Regions from separate parts of the Sus scrofa genome. Here regions 1, 3 and 4 are each linked to region 2. The links are chromatin contacts, called in public HiChIP or PLAC-seq and promoter capture Hi-C maps. All regions are on one chromosome and are shown on one strand. The core of a region is the stretch at or near the end of the contact, and the rest is flanking DNA. Distances in the headings are between cores, read along the strand shown.

Region 1 (6,999 bases), core at 44-2,543, 390 kb before region 2:
TTTAGTCCCTAGCCTGGGAACTTCCAAATGCGGCAGGGGTGGCCCTAAAAAAAAAAAAAAAAAAAAAATCAGAGACCATTAGTAACTCAACATGTCTTAACTTTAATTACTTTGTTCCATCACCTTTAAACACCTAAAGGTAGGTAACTATTCTGCCATGTTCTATGCAAGACAGTTTATATCAGTTATCTTTAATTTTTACAATAACTCTCCAAAGCAGGTTATGTTATCCACATTTTGCATATGAAAAAACTCTGCCTGGGCGAAATCCATGAATTGTTAAGGAGAAGAATTCTGAATCCAAATGTAGTACATGACACATGCTTTTCTGTTCAGAAAACATGGTCACTATAGCTAAAGGGCCACAGCCTCAAATTAAAACAAATAACCAGACTTCCTTTCCGTTGACATAATGTAGAATCAAGTAACACTCCTCTTCTTTTAAGAATAATTGTTTTTAATATTTTTTTAAAAACTTACACCAGCAAAGTATTCCAAAAGAATGAAAACCGTGGTGATCTAAACGCTCCAATGACTACATGTGGATATTCTTCACCTCATAACTGTTATGTGCGGATTCCTCCCGCCACCGCTTTAAGACATGGTCCCGTCTCAAAGAATCTATACTCGGTAACAAAATCCACGCTTCCCACACCGTGTGGTCAGAGTGACCAACTGCAGTTTGCAGTGTGTTCGGCGGTCTCAACTGCCAGGCTTAGTGCAAGCGAAAGAGTACTTATTCATAAAGTTTCTTTACTCCGCTTCCAGGTGACACGACAAGGGAGGAGTAGACGAAAACGCTGCCTCTGCAAGTCCTTACCTGCTCTTGGGAGTCTTTTCTTGAGGTTCTGCCTCCCCAGAATCCACCGGAGGCACATCTGTAGGTTCCGCTGGCTTCGGGACAGAGGCCGCGGCAGGCTCTGGCGGCCTGGGAGCCTCTTGTTCACGCTGGGGATTGGGGGCAGTGGAGCCCCTGGCGCCCGCTCCAGGCCTGACATTCGGCTTCACGCTAAGGCGTGCCCTGCGGAACATGGCGGAGCCAGGGGGCCCGGGGAGGCGGCCCCACGGCCGCTCTCAGCCCCGAGCCCCGGCTGCTGCCCAGAGAGGAGTTTAAGAACTACGCTCTTGCCACAGAGCCACACTACCAGCCGAACAGACAGCTACCGCAGTTTCACGCTCCCGCCGCCGCCTCGGATCTCCCGCCGCCGCCTCTTCTTCATGACCCTACTACACTAATTGCCAAGTTTCCCTCAGCACCTTGAATCCCCGCCCTCGGAGGGCGCCGGAACTGACTGCGTCATCACCCAACGCCGCCGGATGGCGTAAGACGTAGAGCGCCCGGAGCCATGGTAACTGTCAAGCTCTGGAGCCTGGGTTATCTGAGAACGGGAAATGAGAAGCAGCGCTGGCGTGCTCTTCGCTCTCCTTAGGAATTGTTCAAAAGAAGAGGTAGTCAATCTATCAGCTCAGACTTTTACAAAACTCTTAAAGTCGCTGGCCGTTTTTGTTTGTAGAGGATTCTGTAGAGCACTGCCTGCTCATCAGCACGTCTCTAAGCCTTAAAAATTCTTTTTTTTTTTTTTTTTGCTATTTCTTGGGCCGCTCCCGCGGCATATGGAGGTTCCCAGGCTAGGGGCTGAATCGGAGCTGCAGCCACCAGCCTACACCAGAGCCACAGCAACGCTGGATCCGAGCCGCGTCTGCAACCCACACCACAGCTCATGGCAACGCTGGATCGTTAACCCACTGAGCAGGGGCAGGGACCGAACCCTCAACCTCATGGTTCCTAGTCGGATTCGTTAACCACTGCGCCACGATGGGAACTCCAGCCTTAAAAATTCTAAATTGAGGAGTTCTTGTTGTGGCTCCACGGGTTAAGAACCTCAGCAGTAACTATGTCTAGTCACTTATGATGGAGCACGATGATGTGAGAAAAAAGAATGTATACATGTATGTGTAACCGGGTCAACTTGCTGTACAGTAGAAAATTGACAGAACAGTGTAAACCAGCTATAATGGAAAAAATAAAAATCACTATAAATGAAAAAAATTAAAAATAAGGAAAATTTGTGAACTACAAAGATAAATAAATAAATAAACAAACAAATAGAACGAACCCCACTAGTATCCATTGGGAGGCTGGTTCCTTCCCTAGCCTAGCTCTGTGAGTTAAGGATCCTGCAAGCTGCTGCCTAGGAAGCAGATGCGGCTGGATCCAGCAGTGGCAGTAGGTGGGCAGCTTCAGTAGGCTGGCAGCTTCAGTGTGCCTTCCATATGCCACAGGTGCTGCCCTAAGGGGGAAAAAAAAAAGTTGAGCGTGTCTGCCAGAGATAACTAGAGACTTAAAATTACTATGACACTCTTAAGACTTTACAAACTTGGATGTGTATCAAAAATCTTATGATTTTATATATTTAATAGTAAAATTAAATCTGACTCTGTTTCCATCCCTTTACAAACAGGAGATTTAATCTCAGTTATTACTTACTTTTTTACCTGCAGAACTGGGACTGCCATAGACTCTTGGGTAAGAAAGGCCAGTGCCTTCTGTTTATACCAGAATATGCTGTACAGAGCTGTTTGGTTCTGGCAGTAACTCTAATATTCCTGAGATATTTTTGGCAGGAATTATTTTTGTCAAGTTCTTGAGCTTCTTTAGGTGTGTTTGAAGTCGCTGTTCAGAGTGCCGGAGGGAGCCTACAGTATAGCCTTCTCTTCTCTATGCTTTCACTCTTGCCTTCCTATTCTCAAAAACATCTAAAATTGTCTCTCTTTCTAGATGACCTAGCAATCTTTTCAATCAGTTCAAGGTTTTATTCCCCAGGCATTTTGTTATTAATGTAACAGGTGTTCTTGTAGAATTTTCTTCTCCTTCCAAAAAGGAAGTCAGGCTTCTGTTTTCCATGAGTCAGGGGACTTGTATTGCAGGTTCAAACACTGGCCCATAATCCATAGAGCCAGTTTCATCTCCAGACATTTTCCTTCTAATTTTAGAGGAGTTCCTGTACTACCCTACATAATGTAAGCCAACCTCTCATTAATTTCTGTCATATTACCCTCTAAATTTGTGTCATTGTATTTAAAAATTCTTATATTGTCTTGTTCATTTGTTGAATCTTCCTCTTCTCTTCAGAATGCCTTGTTTATTGCCCTACTGCTCCTTCCTGAAGCAGATTAAAAATGCTCGCATTAACTTATAAAGTCTCAACTATAATAATTTTTTTTTCTTTTTAGGGCCTCATTTACAGCATATGGAGGTTCCTGGCTAGGGGTCGAATTGGACCTACAGCTGCTGGCCTACACTACAGTCACAGCAAGGAGGGATCCAAGCTGTGTCTGCAGCCTACACCACAGCTCATGGCAACACTGAATCCTTAACCCACTGAGTGAGGCCAGGGATTGAACCCGCAACCTCATGGTTCCTAGGCAAATTCGTTTCCGCTGCACCACAATGGGAACTCCTAACTATAGTAATTTTTGAGCAGGTATTACAGCCACATTAAAAAGTACAGGAGTTCCCATCATGGCTCAGAGGTTAGCAACCCAACTAGCATCCATGAGGATGCCGGGTTCAGGGTCAGAGGTCACAGATGCCACTCGGATTCCAAGTCACTGTGGCCAGGGCGTAGGCCAGAACCTGTATCTCTGATTGGACCCCTAGCCTGGGAACCGCCATAAAAAAAAAAAAAAAAAAAGTACACAAGGAAGGAGTTCCTGTTATGGCACAGCAGAAAAGAATCCGACTGGTATCCATGAGGACGAGGGTTTGATCCCTGGCCTCGCTCAGTGGGTTAAGGATCGGCATTGCCGTGAGATGTGGTGTAGGTTGCAGACGCAGCTCAGATCCTGTGTTGCTGTGGCTCTGGCCTAGGCAGGCAGCTACAGCTCTGATTCAACCCCTAGCCTGGGAACTTTCATAAGACAAAAAATAAAAAATGAAAAAAATAATAACCAACAAATTAAAAGCCTTACAAAATAGGATAATTTTAGGGTGTCCAGACTAACTCTACCCATTTTTCAGTTTGTAACAATTAACAGAATAGATGAAGATAATAAATACCAAGCATCTTTACATGTCTGCATCTAGCCATGACAGATGCTCCACCGCTTTTCAGTAGGTTTAAGGTAATTCTAGGCTATTCTGAATTCCTGGTAATACTACATTCCCTTCCATTCTTTCCCCATCACACAACCCAAGCACAGAGCCACGGAACTCCCAAAGTACTGTCCACCCTGACAAAGCATTGGGATAAAATAGGAAATGAACAGACTTGAGAGAGTCTGTTTTCAACTTGAATCTCACTTCTGCCTCACTGCACTGCTCCCTGCCTAGTAGATCTGTCGCTTCTGGTCTCAGTCTCAGTTGCTTCTTCCAAAAAAACGAGAACAATTAAGACCACCTTGCAAGCTTGATGGGTGAATAAAGAAGTAAGGGGCCAATACCACCTTTCGCAGAGCTAACATTCAATCTATCTATTCTGTCCCCTTCCTCTCTTTCTCCCCTCTGAAACGTGATGAAAGATCGCCCAGGACATATGGAAGTTCTTGGACCAGCGGCAAATTTGAGCCGCAGTCGAGACCTATGCCACATTTGTTTCCAGATTCTTAACCCACTGCTGCGGAATAGAGGATCCAACCCCTTCCGCTGCAGACACAACACGGGCTCCTTAACCCGCTACGCCACAGCGGGAACTCCTAGATATTCTAACTTTTAATGTCGCTACCCCAAAAATGGGGGCTGGTCAAGCCCCAGTTCGCTGTACGCAGAGAGGAAAGTCCACACACGCCTATCCCTCTCTCAGACACAGGCCCGCTTTCTGAACTCTACCAAACTTGCACGGCGGAACGACCCTGGCAGCACACTACTCTCCGCTGCGGCGGATCCGCGGCCCGCGCCAGGGACCGCACCGCCCCGCACCCACGCACCGCACCCCCGCCCCGCCGCCAGCGGCCGCGCAGGCGCAGTCCCTCTCCGGCCAAGCCGGCTGCTGTCTGGGCTTGGTGGGCGGGGCGGTCGACCTCTCTCAGGAGTATCCCGCCGCCGCGGGCTCTGTCTCTCAGATCTACCAGTGGGCACGGCTGCTGAGCGTGCGAAGTCGTTGTTTTTCTAAGTAGCTCTCTTCCAAGCTCAGTGGTCAGCATGGCCCGTGAGTGTGCAGACCGGTAGAGGAAGCCGCAGGGAGCGTCGGGCTAGGAAGTCTAGCGCAGAGGCCCAGCGGGCGGGAGGCGGGGGCCGGCTGGTGAAACCCGTTCTGTCCGGCGCAGTGGGGACCCGGTTTGCAGTGAGATGGGAGAGAGGGAAGGTTGGCTCCGGTCCAGCCTGAAAGGTCGGACAGGTATCTGCCCCTCCGATACAAGTTTACACAGCAAGGAGCACCTCCCTGGAGATGGCAGCCCTGGGAGGGGTCTTATTTTGGAGGTGACTTATAGCTGGTGCTTAATACTTAAAAAGTCGAGAGGCCTAATGAGGACCAGGAATTCTGAGTCTCTTCCCTCGTTCTTTTGTTTGGCCCTTGCAGGTAATGTTTTAGTAGCATCTGTCTTCGCTTGCTTAACAATTGAATTATCGTGGGCCAACTTGTGTGAGATGTGGTCTGTGATGTATCTTTCACTCTCCACCCACACTTCTCAAAAGCCAGAACTTATTTTGAAATACTGGCCCATATAGACAGACAACTGGAATGCCTGTTTGAAGAGATCTGGTATTTATAGGTAGTGAACACCTTAACTAGTATAATAATATTCTTAAGACCTTAAGTGTTTACCTCTTAGCTTCCTCCTTGTCGTCAGATCCAGGAACACCATTCAAGGCCATTCTTTGCTGGCTTACCACTTAAAAAGCAAACTTCAGATGCATTTAAATAAAGGCCTTAGAATGGAATTATTAATTTTGTAGATGGGAAAATAGCATGACTGTCTTCCTAGGTGGAAATCAACGAGAACTTGCCCGCCAGAAAAACATGAAGAAATCGCAGGAAATTACTAAGGGAAAAAGAAAAGAGGATAGCTTGACTACTTCTCAGAGAAAACAGAGGTAAGTGATACTAAAGGAATTCTCAAGTCACGGAAGTTTTCATATTGGAGAATGGAAAGCATTTTTTATTTTTTAAATCCTTAGTAGAATTAGGCCTAATCTGCAGAAGAGGGCAACAGCTCAGTATATGTTGTGCACCAGGCATGCTAACACTGTATTATGGGGCAGTCATTATTCCAACTCATGGATGAAGAATTTAAAGCTCTCAAACTGCAATTTGTTTTGCAGAAAGTCTTATGCAACTTTACCATAACCATGTGAATTTCATTTAGCTTCCATTGTTGGGTGCTAAGGATAAACATTATCTTTTTCTTTTTCTTTTTCCTTTTTTTTTTTTTTTTGTGCCTCACCCACGGCATATGGAGGTTCCCAGGCTAGGGGTTGAATCAGAGCTGCAGCTGCCAACCTACACCACAGCTCAGGGCAAGGAGGGATCCTTAACCACTGAGCAAGGTCAGGGATCTAATCCATGTCCTCACAGATATGAGGCAGTTTCGTTAACTGCTGAGCCACAACAGGAACTCCTAGGACAAACATTTTCAAAGCAGACATCCTACCCACTAGTCTGAATGACAGGTCACCAATTATATGGATAACTGTTCTGAAAGAGACACAGCATATATAGCTGTACTGATGTCTGAAGATCCATTGAATTGGAGAGAATGCAGGTGCACAGGTGTCAATGCAGGTGCTTTGACATATATGACTCTAAGTGACAAATAATATAAAACTGCTACAGAAATACTTTGAGACTGCCACTTAAGCTCAAGGAAAAGGATTCATGTTTCTAAAAAAAGTCAAATTTAATTTTATTCTAAAATTTTGTTGTCCATGTGGAACTTGGAGGTTAGGCGAATAATTGACTACACAGGCTTCAGTATGTCTTCTCTGTGGTCCTCAAGCCTGGCTGCACATTAGAATCACCTGAGAAACCTTCACTTCTGCTCAGGCCTGTGCCCTACACC
Region 2 (6,631 bases), core at 106-2,605:
AAGAGTGGGAACCAGGTGCTAGGTGAACGAGAGGGATATGGTTTGATGGAGTCAGCAATCTGGAAGGAGAACCAGATTCAAAGCAGCAACAGCGGCAATAGGAACATGGAGGTCACCTGCATCACAGCTGTTGAAATCTAAGAAAAACAGCCTCTCTTAGGAGGGTTACTGATTTCAGCAGCATGGGAAAAGGCAATCAATCTGGAAGCAGGACACCTGGATCTAAATCCTAGCTTTAGCAATTACTATCTGTGTCATCTTGTTGAGTCACCTAATCTCTTCCCAGACACCTCAGGTGTAAATCAGGGATACTTTACCTACATCACTAGGCTTTTACGAGGGTTAAATGAAAAAAATGTGGATTAAAGTGCTCGGCATACACCAAGTCAGCGAAACATGACCCAAGTTTCTTGAAGGACTGCAAGTTAAAAAAAAACCACTAAAATCATTTTTTAAAAAGGCACCACATCAATGCCATTAATGCTGGCAAAAGCCTTTCACAGTCAATCTGTACTCAGAAAATACAGATATATAGAAAGTGGATGCAGGTAAGTCAGAAATAGGGCCTGGAAAGATTATTAAGTAATTATAAGGACCCAACAGGCTAGCAGTACTTGTCCCCTTTGCGAAGGTTTGAGTTACAATGCAAACATAATATAGAGCTTCCTCTTCATTTTAATTAACGGAACAAAAACACTGGTTCAACCTGAGTTCCATCTTGGAACACAAGACACTAAGAAATTCTCTTTTCTCTGAAAATAACATAAGTGACCTCCTCACTAGCAGAGCACGGTCAACAGTCGTAAAAAAGCCAGCCATTAGCTCACACATAGACACATCTTCAAGGAGACACGAAAAAAGAGCAAACTAACTCACTTTCTTAATGGCGACAATTTGGTTGGTGTTCTTGTCTCTGGCCTTGTAAACCGTGGCAAACTAGAGAGAAATACGGGAATAATGTCAGTTTGTTAAGATTTTTGCTTTGTGTTTGCTTTTTTACTTTTTTTAGAAGTTGCGAAGCAAGGGACTCAAGGGTTCTTGGAGCAAACTCGCGGCGGCTTGAAACGTGGTAGGGCCGTCCACGTTCCGTTCCAGACCATTCGTCGGAGAGGGCTACTCAGGGGCTCACCGCCACGGTGGACACAGGGCAGCAAGGGCGTCTGGGCAGCTTCCTCAAAGAGGACACGCAGCGTGCCCGTCTCCTGGCTTCCACGCGAAAACCTGCGAGGGTGTGAGGCGGCGCGGCGTTCCCGGCTCCGGGCCCACCGAACCCTGCCTGAGAGCCTCACCTGTCCCTCCCCGAGGAAGTCCAGCTTTTCATAACGCTTTGCTCGCGACTTCACGTCCACAGCCATCCGTCGCGCGGAGCCCTACTCCAGCTGAAGAGACTGAACTTTCAAGACAGCAGGAATTTAAAGCTACCTTAAATCCCCTCAACAGCCACTTCCGTCTACCCAGCGCCGACGCTTGCTTAGCTCCGCCCCCACTTCCGGGGTGGGCGGGGGATGCTGTAAGTAAGGCCGGCCCGAGGGCCGCAAGGCGGAAGCTGCGCCTGGTCGGGCTCCTGTGAGATTCTGCGCTGCGCCCCGCCCCGCTCCGCCTCGCCCTAACACGTGATCGCCCATTGTACCGGAAGGGGGGTTTTCTCGATGATGGGTAACTGTACCCTATTTTATCTTGGATATTTTCTTCCCTACCGAGGACGGGCCGGCGCTCTGATACGACGTTCCAGTTCAGAACTTAATAGGTGTGTATGAGGGTGTGTTGGCTTTGTCTCTGATTTCACTTTTTGGTTCTTGCTGGAGGGTGTCCTGTCTCCATGGTTACTGGGAACGCAGAAACCGACAATTTTAGATTACCTAAGCGAATGCCCAGTTCTTAAGGGCTGGTCCAAAGGCGTTTTTAATCCTTTATGAAGAAACACGCCCAGGCAGACACGTTCCAAGTCAACTAAACAAGTTTGTTCTGTGGAAAACGCTTCTGGTCATCAGTTTTTGACTCTGTAAGGTGAAGTAATAAACTACATCATAGGTGGTTGCAAGAATTAGATGAAACTTGCACAAAGTTTAGCCAAAGTGCTCAATTGTTATCTGTGATCAGTACCCAACTTTCTCATAGTTTTTTTGTTTGTTTGTTTCTTTTTGTTTTTTGTCTTTTGGGGGCCGCCCCCACGGCATATGGAGGTTTCCAGGCTAGGGGTCAAATCGGAGCTGCAGCTGCCAGCCCATACCACAGCCACTTCCGTCTACCAAGCGCCGACGCTTGCAGATATGAGCCACATCTGCGACCTACACCACAGTTAAAGGTTACGCTGGATCCTTTAACCCCCTGAGCGAGGCCAGGGAGAGAGCCTGTGTCCTCATGGGTACTAGATGGATTCTTTAACAGCTGAGCCATGATGGGAACTTCCTGATTCTCATAAGTTTTTATACAAATCTACAAACAAACACATTAATTCATTTATTCAACAAATGTATATTGAGTGCTTACTATGTGCAAGGCTCTTTTGGTGACGCTGAGAAATAAGCAGGGAAAGAAAAAGACTTGCCTTCTAATGGGAGGAAATAACAAGTGAAATATGCTATGATACCTAGTGATTAAGTGCTGCAAAAATAATAAAGCAATGAAGGGGGATAGAGCTAGTAGGGCTTGAGGTTTTAAACAGGGTGGCGTTACTGAAAAGCCAATACAGAGTTTTGAGTGGACAAGTAATAGCTGACTTTTAAAAGGTTCCCTTTTGCTGTTGTGAGAGACCACAATACAGACTTAGAGAAGCAAGGAAAAGCAAGAAGGCTAATTAAAGAATTATTGCAGTCATCCAAATGGCTGTACCAGGTAGAACCAGTTTTGCTTCTAGCCAACAGGATTTGCTGACAGACAACATAGATTGTGGGAGAAGGATAATTCTAAGCTTTTGAGCTGGAACATTTGATGCTTCTAAGAACCGAGAATCCTGACTTTTAAAGTTATATTGAAAACAGAATACAAAAGCTCATAACTTATTCAAGGTAATATAAATGTTGAGTCCTTGCTCTGGATCTAGACTACCTGCATATGAATATTGGCTCCACAAGTATTCATTCACTAGATTTATGATTTGGGCAAACTGACCTTTCTGTTGCTAGTTTCCTCCTCTATAAGAGGAGGTGGAGGAGTTCCCGTCGTGGCTTAGTGGTTATTGAATCCGACTAGGAACCATGAGGTTTCGGATTCGATCCCTGGCCTTACTCAGTGGGTTAAGGATCCGGCGTTGCCGTGAGCTGTGGTGTAGGTTGCAGATGCAGCTCGGATCCCGAGTTGCTGTGGCTCTGGCGTAGGCTGGCGGCTATGGCTCCGATTCGACCCCTAGCCTGGGAACCTCCATATGCCGCAGGTGCAGCCCTGGAAAAGGCAAAAAGACCAAAAATAAGAATAATAAGAATAATAATAGGAGGTGGAAACTGTGTTGCTGCAAGACTTAAATGAGTGCACACCTCAAAATCCCTTAGGATAGCATCTGACAGTGCTCAGTTTATGATAGCTATCACATAACTATTATTGGTCACCCAGCTCCTTATCACTATTTGGGTCTTTATTGAGCACTGATATATTTCATTAAGCAAAATTCTCCTACATCACCGAAAACACATTTATGCCACTTATATCTCTTAATAGTGGCAAGTCATACTTAATGATACATGCTGTCACATTACTTGGGTCACAGTTCCATGCTGTCACATTACTTGGGTCACAGTTCCTTCTAAAAGACATCACTGAGGAGTTCCCGTCGTGGCGCAGTGGTTAACAAATCCGCCTAGGAACCATGAGGTTGCAGGTTCGATCCCTGCCCTTGTTCAGTGGGTCAAGGTTCCGGCGTTGCTGTGAGCTGTGGTGTAGGTCGCAGACGCGGCTCGGATCCTGCGTTGCTGTGGCTCTGGCGTAGGCTGGCAGCTACAGCTCTGATTCGACACCTAGCCTGGGAACCTCCATATGCTGTAGGAGTGGCCCAAGAAATGGCAAAATAAAAAAAAATAAAATAAATAAATAAAAGACATCACTGAAACAGTACTCTAACCTCAGTTGTTATAGAAATAAATAGTGAGCTGTCGTTCCTGTTGTGGCTCACCAGAAATCAATCTGACCTGTATCCATGAGGATGCAGGTTTCATCCCTGGCCTGCAGTGGGTTAAGGATCTGGTGTTGCCATGAACTGTGGTGCAGGTCACATATGTGGCTTGGATCTGGCATTGCTATGGCTGTGGCTTAGGCTGGTGGCTACAGCTCCAATTCGACTCCTAGCCTGGGAACTTCTGTATGACATGGGTGCCGCCCTAAAAAAACAAAAACAAACAAAAAACTAGTGAGCTAAATTTGAGGTTCCCACACATGTCCTCACATATGAACTGATAAACATATTATACCATGCTGCTGACAGGTAAATTCCTATATTGGGACTTCTTTTTTCTCTTCCCCACAGCATATGGAGTTCCTGGGCCAGGGAACTGACCTATGCCAAAGCTGAAGCAACACTGGTTCCTTAACCCACTGTGCCAGGCCAGAGATCAAATCTGTATCCCAGTGCTCCAGAGATGCCAATGATCCCCATTGCACCACAGCAGGAACTCCAGGTGACATTTCAAATAGAGTAATCAAAGGCAACGTTTAAGCAATATTCTGGGTTCATTAGGTCACTGTGTAAATATAATACCATTTAGCATTTTACAGTTAGCAAAGCACTTTCACACATCAGTAGTAGCCAGCTTCCAAGATGGCCCTAATAACTCTTGGCCTTCCAATGTTGATGCACTTGTTTAGTTTCCTCATACAATGAAACAGACTGCTCTATAGAAGTGAATGTACCTTCTGAGTCTAGAACATAAAGAGGTATTGCTGCGTCTACTTGTACATCTGGGTCATTTACGCTGGGCGAAGTCAGCCATCATGTCATAAATTCACTCAGGCTGCCCTTGGAGAGGTTTACTTGGAGGGGAACTGAGACCTCCTGCCAGCAGCCAGCATCAACCTGCCAGTCAAGTGAGTGAGCTATCTTGGAGATAGACTGTCCAGCCCCAGGGAAGCTTTCAGGTAACTTTGGCCCCAGGTGGCATCTGGTTGCAACCTCATGAGAAGCAATGAGCACAGCTGCCCAGCCAAGCTGCTTCAGAATTCTTGACCCAGAGAAACCATGAGCTATTAAGGGATTATTGTTGTTTTTAGCCACTAAAGTTTGGGGTGATATGTTACAAATTCCTAATAATATACTGATTAGATCCTATCACACTGTATACTACTGGAGAAAAAACTCTTAAGTTGGACAAACTAAGAAATTTGCTAATGGTTTTTTGACTCCCAAATAAAAACACAATCTATGTACTCCAAGCCAAACCCAAATTCTTTCTATGACACCATCCTCCTTGGGAGCTTATCCTGTGAGAGCAATTCCCACTAACACTGTTTTGCCATACAAATTCTGTACACACAAATTCTGTAAAAGTAATTTTTTTTTTCCACTGGAACTTTCATGGCAGCAGCTGTAATGAAGGTGGCCCACAGAAAGTTCCAGTATTAGGGGTTTCTACCTGCTGGTCCACAGTATTATTCAAGCCACTCTTCACTTCCTGAACCTACTCAGTTTCTGAAAACAAAAACAAAAACAAAAACAAAAAAAAATTGCCTTGGGTTTCCTTTTACTGAAATGGGAAAGCTAAGGAGAAAAAAGAGAACAGTGGTAGTTTTTAAGAAATTTCCCCAAATATATTTTTTTAAATAATAAAAAATAAAATCACGAGTCATGCATTTCTCATGAGTCGCCGAAACAGCTTACTGCTAGCACCAAACTCCTATCTCATATTCAAGTTGGGGAACATTTTTACTGGACCACAACACAGAATTTACATGAGAAACAGATAAATAGTTCTGAAATAGTTTTTAATTTTTTAATTTTTTGCTTTTGCTTTTTTTTTTTAGGGCCACACGCACGGCATATGGAGGTTCCCAGGCTAGGGGTTGAATCAGAGCTACAGCCGCAAGCCTATTACCACGGCCACAGCAATGTGGGATCCTTAACCCACTGAGCAAGGCCAGGGGTCGAACCCGCAACCTCATGGTTCCTAGTTGGATTCGTTAACCACTGAGCCATGATGGGAACTCCTAAACAGTTTTTTGTTTTTTAAAGTGGAAAGATTAACCCATAGGCACCTGGACAAATATAAAAACATACTCAACAGTTCTACTCTGTCTATTGCTCATGAGTGACCCTTACTATTAGGGATGACTTCTTTAAAGCATATTCTAGAAATCATTAAAGGTATGCAGTAGAATTTATTTCACTTTGTGAGGCTTTACTTTCACAATAATACATACCCTTGGCAAAGGAAGACCCTATTAAAATTGCATAAATTGCATAAAAAGGTAAATAGGTTAATTTTATGAGGTTTTCAATAAGTTTGAGAAAGTTTTATGATTATCAGGATTCATATACATGATCACAATCAAAACAGTAAAATAAACCAAAGAACAAGACTTTCTTAACATCCCTAGAAACAAAAGCAGTTTCTGGTCAAACATTATTCCTATGTTATATTCATTTTGATCTCTTATTTTCCATTTTAACTACTGACATTTTTTTTCTGAATATAGGTTACAAATAATC
Region 3 (6,440 bases), core at 2,542-5,041, 370 kb before region 2:
AGTCTGTTATATGAATATACCATAATTTAGTTATTCATTGTATTTTTTCATGGCTATTTGGATTGCTTTTAGTTTGAGGCTATTACGAATAATTCTGTCATCACACACACACACACACACACACACACATGGTGGTTATAAGCACATCTCTTTTTTTTTTTTTTTTTTTGGCTGTGCCTATGGCACGTGGAAGTTCTGGCGCCAGGGAATCAACTCACACCACTGCTGTAATCAGAGCCACAGCTGTGACAACACTGGATCCTTAACCCTGCTGAGCCACCAGGGAAATCCATAAGCACTTATTTCTATTGAATATATACCTGGAAGTTGAATTCTTTATACAGCATACAGATATATGCTATATAAAATAGTTGTGTATTTCTCTCAATGCTCATGCAAACGTGAATAAATATACATATAATTAAGGGCAGTGGGGTATTTTCTAGAGCTGCTATAACAAATTACCACAAACTTGATGGCTTGCAAAAACAGAAATTTGTTCTCTCACAGTTCTAGAAGCCAGAAGCTTAAAATTGAAGTGCAACCAGGGACATACTTCCTCTGAAGATTTGCAGGGGGGAATCCTAGCTTGCCTCCTCCAGCTTCTAGAAGCTTCAGTTATTACTTGGCTTGTGGCAGCATAACCTCTCTCTGCCTTTGTCTTCATGTCACCTTCTTTTCTCTTCTTCCTGTCTCCTCTATTTTTTATTTTTATTATTATTATTATTATTATTTAGGGCCGCTCCCTCAGCACTTGGAGATTCCCAGGCTAGGCGTCTAATCTGAGCTACAGCTACAGTCTAATCACAGCTACAGCAATGCTGGATCATTAACCCACTGAGTGAGGCCAGGGATCAAACCCGAAACCGCATGGTTCCTAGTTGGATTCGTTTCCACTGCACCATGACAGGAACTCGTCTCCTCTTTTCTAAGGACATTTGTCATTGGATTTAGGGCCCACTCTTAATTCAGGATCAATTAATCAATTAATCTCATGTCAAGATCAAAGGTGTCTCATTGACATATCATTTTGGGGGCCATCATTCAACCCAGTACAAGAGAGTTTTTTTAAAGACAAAAATAGAAAACTTGGTTGTAACTTGGTACTTCTTTTTGGTTGCACCCTCAGCATGCAGAAGTTCTGGAGCCAGGGATTGAACCCTCACTACAGTAGTGACAATGCTAGATCCTTAACTGACTGAGCCACTAGGGAACTCTGTAACTTGATACTTTCAGTAGCCATGGCTACAGGTCAGTATGTAGAAATCTAACCATGGTATGGGTGTACAGTAATTTTCCAGTCATCTCCTTATTCATGGACAATCAGGATATTTGTAGGCTTTTGTCGCTATGAAGAATTCTGTTACATCGTCATACTTACCCTTACGTACTGGTGCTTTTATTTCTATAAGACTAAATTCTTAAAGGTAGGATCCCCAGGGCAAAGGTATTGTTTGTAATAAAGTTATTTTCCAATAAGAAGTCAGTACTTCATATCCTCATGCCCTTGATAATATTAGATTTTTTTTTCTTTGGCCATGCCCAAAACATGTGGAAGTTCCTGGTCAGGGATCAAACCCATACCACAGCAACCCAAGTGACTGCAGTGACAACACCAGATCCTTAACCTGCTGCACCACAAGAGAACTCCACATTAGATATTATTATTATTTTGTCTTTTTAGGGCTGCCCCCGCAGCATATGGAGGTTCCCATGCTAAGGGTCTAATCGGAGCTGCAGCTGACGGCCTACAACACAGCCATAGCAACACCAGATCCACCTGCGTCTGCGACCTACACCACAGCTCATGGCAACGCCGATCCTTAACCCACTGAGCCAGGGATCCAACCTGAAACCTCATGGTTCCTAGTCGGATTTGTTTCCTCTTGTGCCACGCTGGGAACTCCCACATTAGATATTATTAATCTCTAGTAATTTTGCCAACTTGAGTGAGAAATGTTATCTTAGTTTTTAATTTGCAATTCCCTTACCATAGAGGTTGAGCATTTTTTCACATTTATTGGACATTTGGATTTTCTTTTTTTGTTAAATATCTATTTTCTCTGCTTTATGTTTTTTGTTTCTCTTAGTCTTCACATGTAGTTACCACTGCTGTGTATGTTTTTATAGATTTTTATAGAAATTGAGATTTTTAGTTAAGGAATTTACCCAAAGTCACCCAGCTAGAAAGTGGGAGGTTAAGGATATGAATCCAAACAGATTGAATGCAGAGCTTCCAGAGTTTAGACATAGTTTCATATTTATTGCCCCCCCCCTTTTTTTTCTTCTACGAGTAGCTTGTTTTCCTGTTTTTACCTCTATTTGACAAGCTTTTCTTTTCTTTTTTGGCTGCCCCGCAGCATATGGAGTTTCTGGGCCAGGGATCAGGTCCAAGATGCAGCTGTAATCTAAGGTGCACCTTTGGCAACACCAGACCCTTTTAACCCACTGTGATGGGCTGGGCATCAAACCTGTGTCCCGGTGCTGAAGAGACACCTCGGATCCCATTGTGCCATGGGAACTCTGACAAACCTTTTTTTTCCCTAAATGTAAAAGAATATTAGTTAAAAAAAAATCACTAAAATAGCCAAAGCAATCTATCCCTGGCCCAGGAACTTCCACATAATCCACCTTGACCCCTTGCCGCAGGTGCCAACAACAAAAAAAAGTTACTAGAGATTTGGGAGACGAAATAGTAATCTAAATGTTATGGTTGGAAAGTGCTTAAGGCATGTTAGATTAGATTCCAGGCAGCTGTGTAAACGCTGTGCCTGTACCCTCATCTTTCAAAGGGAATAAGAGCCCCTAATTCACAGCATTGTTGTGAAAAGAAAAAGTACATAAAACACACAAAAGCACTTTTAAACAGGTAGCTGTATTATTATTGGTTACCAATGGACTGATTTTTTTCTTCCTGCTAACTTACCCATACTTTCCTTTTTTTTTTGTCTTCGTAGGGCCCCATCCGCGGCACATGAGGGTTCCCAGGCTAGTGGTCCAACCATAGCTGTAGCTGCAGGCCTTCGCCACAGCCACAGAAACATGGGATCCCAGCCATGTCTGGGACCTACACCACAGCTCACAGAAATGACCCATCCTTACCCTTCTGAGCAAGGCCAGGGATGGAACCTGTGTCATCATGGATGCTAATCAGATTTGTTTCCGCTGAGCCACAACGGGAACTCCTTACCGGTATTTTCTAAATGACCTAGAAGAAATATTATTTACCTAAGAGAATGTGTTGTTTAAGACAATAAAACCCGGAGTTCCCTTTGTGGCGAACTGGAAACCAATCTGACTAGGAACCATGAGGTTGAGGGTTCGATCCCGGGCCTTACTCAGTGGGTTAAGGATCTCGCCTTGCCGTGAGCTGTGGTGTAGGTTGCAGACGCGGGTCGGATCCCGCGTTGCTGTTGCTTTGGTGTAGGCCGGCGGCTACAGCTCCGATTAGATCCCTAGCCTGGGAACCTCCATATGCCATGGGAGCGGGCCTAGAAATGGCAAAAAGACAAAAAATAATAAATAAAATAAAATACAAAAACCCTGGATGAATCACCCCACGAACAAACATAAAGGTGAAATCAAAAAATTGAGAAGATCCAGAGAAGAAACACCAAAGCGGCCCGCGATTGGAGCAGGCGGGGCCAGCGCTCCTAAAGCGCTGGTTGTTACTCTCTCCAGCCCGCGGTCTGCAAGCCGCCATGCTCTTCCGCTCCCAGAGGCCCGGTGGCGGAAGTCGTCACTCGCGGAGGGACTGAGCCCACGCCGCGCACCCAGCAGTAGGCGCGCCATGGCGATGGGCGGCGGTGGCGGCGGCAGCGGTGTTCCTGAGGCGGAGGACTCGGTGCTGTTCCGGCGCGGTGCAGGCCAGGTGAGGCTGCGGCCGGCGCTACCTCCGACCAGCGTCCCCTCCTCGCCCTCAGCTCCTTCTCCGGCCAGTCCGCTTACTGCCCAGGTCGTGGTGGGCATGTTTCTAAGACTTTACCCATTTGGGAGCCTCAACCTCAAATTCCTTCCTCTGGCAGTTAGGGCTCGTTAATGACTTTGAGCCAGTGCCACACCGCTACTTGCTTGTACCTTGGCTTGTCCATCCCTTTTTCTCACTGGAGGGTGTGCGGGGTCAGACCAGGGTGAAGCGGCGAAACCAGTTAGTCTGTTGAAATGATCCAGGTGTTAGCTGTGAATGACAAAGTACTTGGAGTCTAGATGTATTTTGAAATCACAGGCAACAGGTTTTGCTTATGGATTCGGTAATAAAGGTTTGAGAGAAGAAAGTCAAAGATAACTCCGAGATTTTTCTGAGCAGTTGAAAAGATGAAGTTGCCTTTTACCTAGATGGGGAAGACTGCAAGTAAGCAGGTTTATAAGGGCGAAGGTTAGAATTCATTCTTGGGTGAAATGTGATGGGGGCGAGTTCGAGAATCGGAGAGGAGAAATTTAAGGCAGCGTTTGTAAGCAGATATTTCAAGATTTATTCTAAGTACTGGAAGGTAGAAAATTTGACCAGTAGAGGGAGAAGGAAATGAGATAATGGGTATTCTTAATTGTGTTTGTGCTTGTTTTTAAAGTGGGAGAGATGTTTCAGCATGTTAGTGGGCTAATGGAGATCCAGTAAGGATGGGAAAATTGATGATGCAGGAGAGAGAAGAGAATGACTGAAGCAATGTTCTAGAGTAGGTAGGAGGGAATGGATTTGGCCTTTGTTATAAATATTGACAGTTCATGTGGTGATAGTTATATGAATACAAATTTGTGTGGATGGGCAGGAGATTGTGAAAATTCTGTTTTGATTGATGCTGTTCTCTCAGTAAAAGAAGTGAGGTTATTAGCTAGTAAAGACAGGGCAGGAAACAGGTGTTGGTGGTTAGAGAGGAGGAATGGTAGGAAATGTTGCTAGGCAACATTAAAGGCCTACTTCAAAATCCTAGTTGTCAGCTTAAAGGAGGCTAGACAGCATGATTGTGTTTTTCTCTAGCTAAATTCAAATTCAGGTGTGTGAGGGCAGACAGAATAAATGAATGTTTGAAGTTAATAGGGTTGTAATTTTACCATGTATGAAGTGAGGCAGGGGAGAGGGTACAGGGTGTTATCCTGATGATTGACCATGGAATTTAGCTGGCTAAGAAAGGAAATGAGGACATTAGGATGGTGAGAGAAAAAGTGAGAGAACCAATGTTTTACCAATTCCAGGGAAGTAGAATAATTGTCATCATCAGGCTACTAAAAGGAATGAGTTGCAGAGCCTGGAGGGTGGTGGTTGAAGAGTAGGATTCTTGCCGTTAACTTATGGAGAGGTTGTAGTTAATGGTTATAATAAAGAAGATAGAAATGAGTAGCTGAGACTGGGTGCTGTAAAAGATCATTGGAGTTCCCATCGTGGTTCAGTGGAAATAAATCTGACTGGTATCCATGAGGACATAGGTTTGATCCCTGGCCTTGCTCAGTGGGTTAAGGATCCAGTGTTGCTGTGAGCTGTGGTGTAGGTCACAGGCGAGGCTCGGATCTGGCGTTGCTGTGGCTGTGGTGTATGCCGGCAGCTGCAGTTCCCATTTGATCCCTAGCCCAGGAACTTCCATGAGCTTTGGGTGAGGCCCTAAAAAGACACCCCCCCCCAAAAAAAAGTTGTTGGTAGCAGAAATTTTAAAGACCTAACAAGGATATGGTACCGCAGAGATCATCTACATGGTTTTTTATTTTATTTTTTTTTATTTTTATTTTTTGCCCCCATACGACATATGGAGTTCCAGGGCTGGGGATCAGATCCAAGGCACATTTGTGACCTGTATTGCAGCTGGGTTAACACCAGATCTTTTAATCCACTGTGCTGGGCCTGGGATCAAACCTGCATCCTGGTGCTGCAGAGATGCCTCTGATCCCATTATGCCAGAGCAGGTTTTTAAGTTACCAAAAATTACAACAGGAGTAGTGTTGGAGAGAGTACTGGGATATTAAACCTCAAAGAATGAAAAGGAGCAACCCACGAGACTGTAGGTGATTACAATAAGGAGGACTGTGGACAGTGGAGTTTGGTGACAAGATTTTCAAACCTGAGAGTTTTTAGGAAGGAAGAATAATCTGGAAGTGGAAGTGAAAGTCAGGAAGATTCCCTCCCCACCTCTGGTGCAGTGATTTGAGGGATAGGGAGGAGAAAACATTTCATTTTGAGATAGCTGCAAGGAAAGAGGTGGGCTACTCTTAGTGACTGAGAAACATATTTAACGGTGGTCCTAATGATCTGTTCTGGTTACTGTTGTTATGTAACAAATCACCCAAAACTTACGTGGCTTGAAACAGTAATCTTTTTATTATCTCTTACAGTTCTGAGGATCAGGAATTTGCAAAGGCCTTTCTGGGCAGTTCTCTTTCAGACCTTTTGTGCATTTGCATCCACGCAGTAGTCAAATAGCTGGGGACTGAGCAGCTAGGGATTGAAAAGCCAT
Region 4 (6,750 bases), core at 1,145-3,644, 510 kb before region 2:
AGCTCTAGGCCTTCATTCTCCATTCTCCGCATAGAGACATCACAAAACAACTCCAAACTGGCTAATATATAACTTTTATAGGAGCTCTGGAAAACAGAGGCCTACCCCAACCAAAAAAACGCCCAGCCAAGAAGCTATATTCAAAATGGTGGGAAACCCATCGTCCACACTGCCACCACACTAATTATTCCATCAGGTCAGCAGGATCATGCCACTCCTCTACTTAAATACCTAAGCAGACAAACTGCAAAATGAAGCCCCAGTGTGGCTTCTGCACGTGTCTTCCCTCCTTCACCTGGGGACATCCGCAATCCCATCTACACCATGAATTCCATACTTGGCCAGACTGCCAAGACCACATTCCCCCTAACCACCTGCATAGGGTGGTACCTCTGTTCTCATGACTCCGACTCCTTTAATTTGTATAGTTTGTAGTTGCCTCCCATCCTCCATCCTTATTTTTATTTTACTTTTGGCCACGCCCACCACATACAGAAGTCCCAAAGGGCAGGGATCAAAATCCCGCCACAGCAGTGACAACGCCGGATCCTTAATCGCTAGGCCACCAGAGAACTTCCCCATCCTGAGCCTGGTCACTTATTACCCAGCTTGAGAGCCAACTCACATATGACTTCCTATCTGCAGCTTTCCATACACCACCTTATTAAGCTTTAGACACCACTTACCATGATGCACTGCTTTTTTGTCTATCTCCCCCACAAAATTAGGATCCCATTCCTATACATCTATACTATACACCTAAAATAGTGCCTAGACCACAGTAACCACCCAATGTTTCTGAATTAAATGTTCTCTCCTGATCCCAGGAAATTACAAGACTTTTGGAAGCCCTCATTGGATACTGTTTCTGCCTCAGCCTGCTGCTTTTCTTTCAACCTTACTGTTTTCCTAAAGGCAGGAATTATTTTAAATGTCTTAACTGAAAGTTATTTGCACAATTTAATGTTGTGGGGTTTTTTTGGGGGTTTTTTTTTGTCTTTTTTCTATTTCTTTGGGCCGCTCCCACGGCATATGGAGGTTCCCAGGCTAGGGGTCGAATCGGAGCTGTAGCTGTTGGCCTACACCAGAGCCACAGCAACGCGGGATCCGAGCCGCGTCTGTGACCTACACCACAGCTCATGGCAATGCCGGATCGTTTAACCCACTGAGCAAGGCAGGACCGAACCCGCAACCTCATCGTTCCTAGTCGGATTTGTTAACCACTGCGCCACGACGGGAACTCCTAATTTTTGTTTTTTTGTTTGTCTGTCTTTTCTAGAGCCACACCCATGGCATATGAAGGTTCCCAGGCTAGGGGTCTAATCGGAGCAACGCCGGGATCCTTAACCCACTGAGCGAAGCCAGGGATCAAACCTGCAACCTCTCGTTCCTAGTCGGATCTGTTAACCACTGAGCCACGACAGGAACTCCTGCACAATTTAATGTTATCTGTGTAGGCTTAGAAACCATGAGAGAGACTGAAAATTTCCAGCTCTGATATTTCACAAACCAGGAGTTGTCTCTATAACCTTGTGATGCCTCCCAAGTCCAAGAAAGACCATTTGAGACACATAAATGGTCTTAACATAGACCATTCTATTCTATTAACATAACCAACTATTTAAAGTCTGGGAAGCACAAGCCAGGGGGAGCTGTGCTAGGCCAGTGGTTCCCAAACCTGACAGCCACCAAGCCCCCCCCCCCCAACTTCATTAACTATGCAAACACTAGGACTCCACCCCGGAGACCAAAAAGATCCAGGGTGAGGATTAAGGCAGCTGTACTACGAACAAATTTCCAGGTGACAATTGCTAAACCAGGTTTTGAGAACAACTGATGGTAAAGATACAAAATACAGTACCACTGCTAAAAGGGAACTAAAATGTATCTGATTTTCTCTTGCAAACTTCAGGAATCCCTAGCGCGTCCCAGAATCCTGATGGGATCCAGAGAACAAAGCAGCCGCTGTTAAAGTGAGCCCATCCTCCACCCGCTTCCCAGTCCAGCCAGTGCCTCGGCCCGTCGGTCCGGCCCTGGAGGACAAGTGGAAGACGAATCACTGACTCAGGCTAGGTCCTCCAGGCCGCTCACCCAGCCTTACCTGGTAGATGGCAGAGCTAGAGTCTGGTTGAGTGCCCAGTGCGACCACGGAAGCCCCATGATAGGCGCGCAGCGTGGAGACAGGGACGCGGGCGCACGGCCTCAGGGCCAACCTCAGGGTAGCCCACATGGCAGCGGGCACAAAGGCAGGAAGGAACGCGTGAGAGCCGCCTGCGCCGATTCGGAGCCCAAGCTTCCCCCTTCAACTCCCCGTCTCGAGGCCACAGCTCCACTCCGCTCCAGGCAGCCCTAACTCGCCTGAAACCTCCCAGATTCTCAAGTCGACCTCCGCACGTGCTGACGCACGCCGTCCGTGATTGGTCGGCCTGAGCCCCACGCCCCCCAACTCAGCCAATAAGGGACAGGGGTGCAGCCCACGAGGCCTGTCGTATCGCGAGCCTGTGGAGACGCGCCTCCTAAGACGCTGAGCTGAGAGTTGAGAGCTGGGCTAGGTTTCCTTTCAGTCGGTCTCAGCTCTTTTGCTATGCACCATTTTCTTCTTCTCCTGCAGACAGAAAGGACATTGCGGGACTTGAAAAAGCTTATCTTATATGAGAGCTGGACACTGAACAAGCTGCCCTAAGAAATTAAACTCTTTATTCATCCATTCAACAAGTATTTCTTTTTCTTTTTTTTTTTTTTTTTTTTGTCTTTTTGCCATTTCTTGGGCCGCTCCCTCAGTATATGGAGGTTCCCAGGCTAGGGGTCTAATCAGAGCTGTAGCTGCCAGCCTACGCCAGAGCCACAGCAACGGGGGATCCGAGCCGCGTCTGCAACCTACACCACAGCTCGCAGCAACGCCGGATCCTTAACCCACTGATCAAGGTCAGGGATCGAACCCGCAACCTCATGGTTCCTAGTTGGATTCGTTAACCACTGAGCCATGACGGGAACTCCAACAAGTATTTCTTAGGTGTCTTCTGTCAGGTGCTCTTCGGGAGCTGGGGATACAGTGGAGAACAGGCACAGTGCCCTCCTTTATAAAGCACAGAGATCATGAACAAGTAAATTAAAAACTCTAAGAGTGATAAATTACAACTTGGATGTACATATTTTATATATGTTTTATATAGGATTATAACATTTCTAAAACTTTGCCTATAACAAATCTGGGCTTCTTATCCACTGGACAATGAGAAAAAATCTTATTTAGTCCACTTAAGTCTGAGACATTTTCAATTAGTTTTATACATGATGTTAGATAAAGGCCTGGCTAAATTCCTTAGTATATGGGTACCAAGTTTTCCCAACAACATGAAGAGACAGTCCTTTCCCCATTGAATAGTCTTTGGCTCCCTTGTCAAAAAAAAAATTTTTTATCAAAAATTATTTCGCATGCAATGGTTTTTTTCTGGACTTTCTATTTGATTCCATTGGTCTGTATGTCTGTCTGTATACCAGTACCACATAATTTTTATAGCTGTGGCTTTGTAATAAGTTTTTAAATTATTAAGTGTGAGTCTTCCAGCTTTGTTCTTCTTTTTCAAGATTATTTTGCCTATTGTTTTGTAATTGCTTTTGTAGTTTCCTTTTCAGGTTGTTCATTATTAGCATATTTAAATGCAGGAGTTCCTATTGTGGCTCGGCAGTTTATGAACCGGACTAGCATCCATGAGGACACTGGTTCCATCCCTGTTCTAGCTCAGTGGGTTAAGGATCCAGCGTTGTGATGTAGGTCACAGACGTGGCTCAGATCCACTGTTGCTGTGGCTCTGGCGTAGAGGGATGGCTACAGCTCCAATTGGGCCCCTAGCCTGTGAAACTCCATATGCTGCAGGTGCGGCCCTAAAAAGACAAAAAAAAATAGACAAAAAAACCCTCAATTTTTAACTGTGTACTGCTCTTTTGCAGAATTCATTAGTTCTAATTGTGTGTGTGTGTACATAATCTTTAGGGCTTCCTGCATGTAATAAATCATCTGTGAACTGTTATAATTTTACTTTATCCTTTCCAATATAAATGCCTTTTATTTCTCATTCTTACCTAATTGCTCCAGCTAGAATTTCTAGTACTATATCAAATTAAAATGGTTAAAGTGGACATCCTTAGCTTGTTACTGATCTTAGAGGAAAAGATTTCAATTTTTCACCATTAAGTATGATATTTGCTGTGGGTTTTCCCCATGTGGCTCTTATGATGTTAAGGTTAGTTTCCTTCTAGGTTTGTTCAGTGTTTTTTTCATTTGTTTTTGTTTTTTGCTTTTTATCCTTAGTATACATCTGGTGTTGCCATGAGCTGAGGTTTAAGTCCCAGACATGGCTCGGATCTGATGTTGCTGTGGCTGTGGCGTAGGCCATCAGTTGTAGGTCTGATTTGACCCCTAGCCTGGAAACCTCCATTAGCCACATGTGTGCCCCCCCCCCCAAAAAAGGATGCCAAAGCATAGAACTAACAAAAAAATAATTCATATCCTACCTTCAATTCAACTAGAAGATATATGGGAGTTCCCACTATGGCATAGTGGGTTAAAAATCTGACTATGGTGGCTTGGGTCATTTCAGAGGAACAGGTTTGATCCCCAGCCTGGTACAGTGAGTTAAAGCATCCAGAATTTCCACACCTACGCCTCTGAATCAGTCCTGGCCCAAGAACTTCCATACGCTTCGTGCGTGGCCATAAAACAAAACTAGGAAATATATGAAGGCAGTAGGCAAAAATAGGAAGAATAGTATCCATAAGGACTCAGGTTTAATCCCTAGCCTTGCTCAGTGGGTTAAGGATTCTGTGTTGCCATGAGCTGTGATGTAGGTCACAGACGTGGCTAGGGTCTGGTATTGCTGTGGCTGTGATGTAGGCCAGCAGATACAGCTCTGATTCAACCCTAGCCTGGGAACTTCCATATGCCAAGGGTGCGGCCCTAAAAAGACAAAAATAACTAACTAAATAAATGTCCATTGAAATGCAAACATTTAGATTAGATAACCCAGGAGTTCTTTTGTGGTGCAGTAAGTTAAGCATCTGACGCCTTCACTGCAGTGGCTTGGATCATTGCTGTGGTGTGGGTTCAATCCCTGGCCCAGAAACTTCCACATGCTCAGGTGCAGCTAAAAAAAAAAAAAAAAAAAAAAAAAAGACGTCAAGATCCTAATGTTTAGCACTATATCCAATCTCCTGGGATAAACATTGAAGATGAATGGATAAGATTTTATGTGTGCGTGTGTGTGTGTAAATATATATAATGGAATACTACTCAGTCATAAAAAATAATGAAATAATGCCATTCACAGGAACATGGATAGAACTGGAGATTCTCATACTAAGTGAAGTAAGTCAGAAAGAGAAAGACAAATACCATATGAATATCACTTATCTGTGTAATCTAAAATATGGCACAAATGAACCTATCTACAGTACAGAAACAGACTCACAGACATAGAGAACAGACTTGTGGTTGCCAAGGGGGAGGGATGGATTGGGAATTTGGGATTAGCCGATGCAAACCAGTATATATAGGCTGGATAAAAAACAAGGTCCTACTGTATAGCACAGAGAACTATATACAATATCCTATAATAAACCATAATGGAAAAGAATACAAAAAAGCATATGTGTGTGTATATATGAGTGTGTGTGAATCACTTTGCTGTACAGAAGAAATTAACACAACATTGTAAATCAATTATACATCAATAGAATAATTTTTTTTTAAAAAATTGGGTTTTAGGGAGTTCCCTGGTGGTTTTGTAGGTTAAGGATCTGGTGTTGCCACTGTTGCAGCTTGTGCTACTACTGTGGCATTGGTTCAGTCCCTAGCCTGAGAACTTCCACAGGCTGCGGGCATGGCCATAAAAGAAAAACAAAGATGAAGATGTCCCATAATGGCTCGGCGGTAACAAAACTAACCAGCATCCATGAGGGTGCAGGTTCGATCCCTGACCTTGCTCAGTGGGTTAAGGATCTGGTGTTGACATGAGCTGTGGTGCAGGTTGCAGACGTGGCTGGGATCCCCAATTGCTATGGCTCTGGCATAGGCCAGCAGCTACAGCTCCAACTGGACTGCTAGCCTGGGAACCTCCATGTGCCCCAGGTGCGGCCCTAAAAAAAAAAAAGAAAAAAGCAGAAGAAAGATGACATAGGCTCCATAGAGAACCCAAACCAGAAGAGAGAGGTAGGGAATTCACAGAGAAGTCTCAGCATAACAGCTATACTGCACATGGATACCTGTGAAGGCTCAGTCCAAAAATGTTTTTGTTTTTTGTTTTGTTTTGTTTTTTGCTTTTTAGGGCCGCACTCGCGGCATATAGAGGTTCCCAGGCTAGGGTTTGATTCAGTGCTGTAGCTGCTGGCCTACATCACAGGAGCACCAGACCTGAACCAAGTCTGTGACCTATACCACAGCTCAGGGCAACGCCAGATCCTTAAGCCACTGAAGGAGGCCAGGGATTAAACCCACAACCTCATGGTTCCCAGTCAGATTCGTTTCCATTGCGCCACAATGGGAACGCCAAGGCTCAGTCCTGATTAAAGCAGGAAGAACTCCATAAAGTTCTCCAGGAAAGAAAAAAAAAGGAAACAGTTTATATGATAGGTTACCCATGTAGGAAAGTATAAACAGAAGCATTTATAAAGAAGCATGAACAGACTGGCAGAGGGTATGGAAAGTGAAGTCACAGGTTCAAGAACAAATCTGAAGCAAATGAAAAAGTGAAA

What was found. Promoter capture Hi-C pulls out the DNA fragments that hold promoters and counts their contacts. HiChIP or PLAC-seq counts read pairs in DNA pulled down with a chosen protein or histone mark.
Region 1: a promoter capture Hi-C map of liver shows a contact between it and region 2, with 4 times the contacts expected there. The contact joins the promoter of BDP1 here to the promoter of CDK7 in region 2. A contact is called at or near these places in 2 of 5 promoter capture datasets (fetal liver and liver) and 2 of 2 datasets of contacts at active chromatin or transcription factors (alveolar macrophages and skeletal muscle).
Region 3: a contact with region 2 is called in an H3K27ac HiChIP or PLAC-seq map of skeletal muscle, with 4 times the contacts expected there. The contact joins the promoter of SMN1 here to the promoter of CDK7 in region 2. A contact is called at or near these places in 1 of 47 Hi-C or Micro-C datasets (embryonic fibroblasts) and 2 of 2 datasets of contacts at active chromatin or transcription factors (alveolar macrophages and skeletal muscle).
Region 4: an H3K27ac HiChIP or PLAC-seq map of alveolar macrophages shows a contact between it and region 2. The contact joins the promoter of MCCC2 here to the promoter of CDK7 in region 2. A contact is called at or near these places in 1 of 5 promoter capture datasets (fetal skeletal muscle), 1 of 47 Hi-C or Micro-C datasets (fetal skeletal muscle) and 1 of 2 datasets of contacts at active chromatin or transcription factors (alveolar macrophages).

Annotation. Positions count from the first base shown.
Region 1 is chr16:47,795,567-47,802,565 of Sscrofa11.1, reverse strand. BDP1 (transcription factor TFIIIB component B'' homolog) reads right to left here and starts at 1,293. Exons shown (of 38, transcript XR_002339791.1): 1 at 821-1,293. LOC100517502 (small EDRK-rich factor 1) reads left to right here and starts at 4,987. Exons shown (of 3, transcript XM_003134027.5): 1 at 4,987-5,147; 2 at 5,926-6,034. The coding sequence starts at 5,141.
Region 2 is chr16:47,404,992-47,411,622 of Sscrofa11.1, reverse strand. It overlaps CDK7 (cyclin dependent kinase 7), which reads right to left and starts at 1,355. Exons shown (of 12, transcript NM_001166314.1): 1 at 1,290-1,355; 2 at 877-936. The coding sequence starts at 1,355. MRPS36 (28S ribosomal protein S36, mitochondrial) reads right to left here. Exons shown (of 4, transcript XM_003134022.5): 4 at 6,281-6,631.
Region 3 is chr16:47,774,669-47,781,108 of Sscrofa11.1, reverse strand. It overlaps SMN1 (survival of motor neuron 1, telomeric), which reads left to right and starts at 3,791. Exons shown (of 8, transcript NM_001130735.1): 1 at 3,791-3,871. The coding sequence starts at 3,791.
Region 4 is chr16:47,912,952-47,919,701 of Sscrofa11.1, reverse strand. It overlaps MCCC2 (methylcrotonoyl-CoA carboxylase beta chain, mitochondrial), which reads right to left and starts at 2,394. Exons shown (of 17, transcript XM_005672531.3): 1 at 2,102-2,394. The coding sequence starts at 2,230.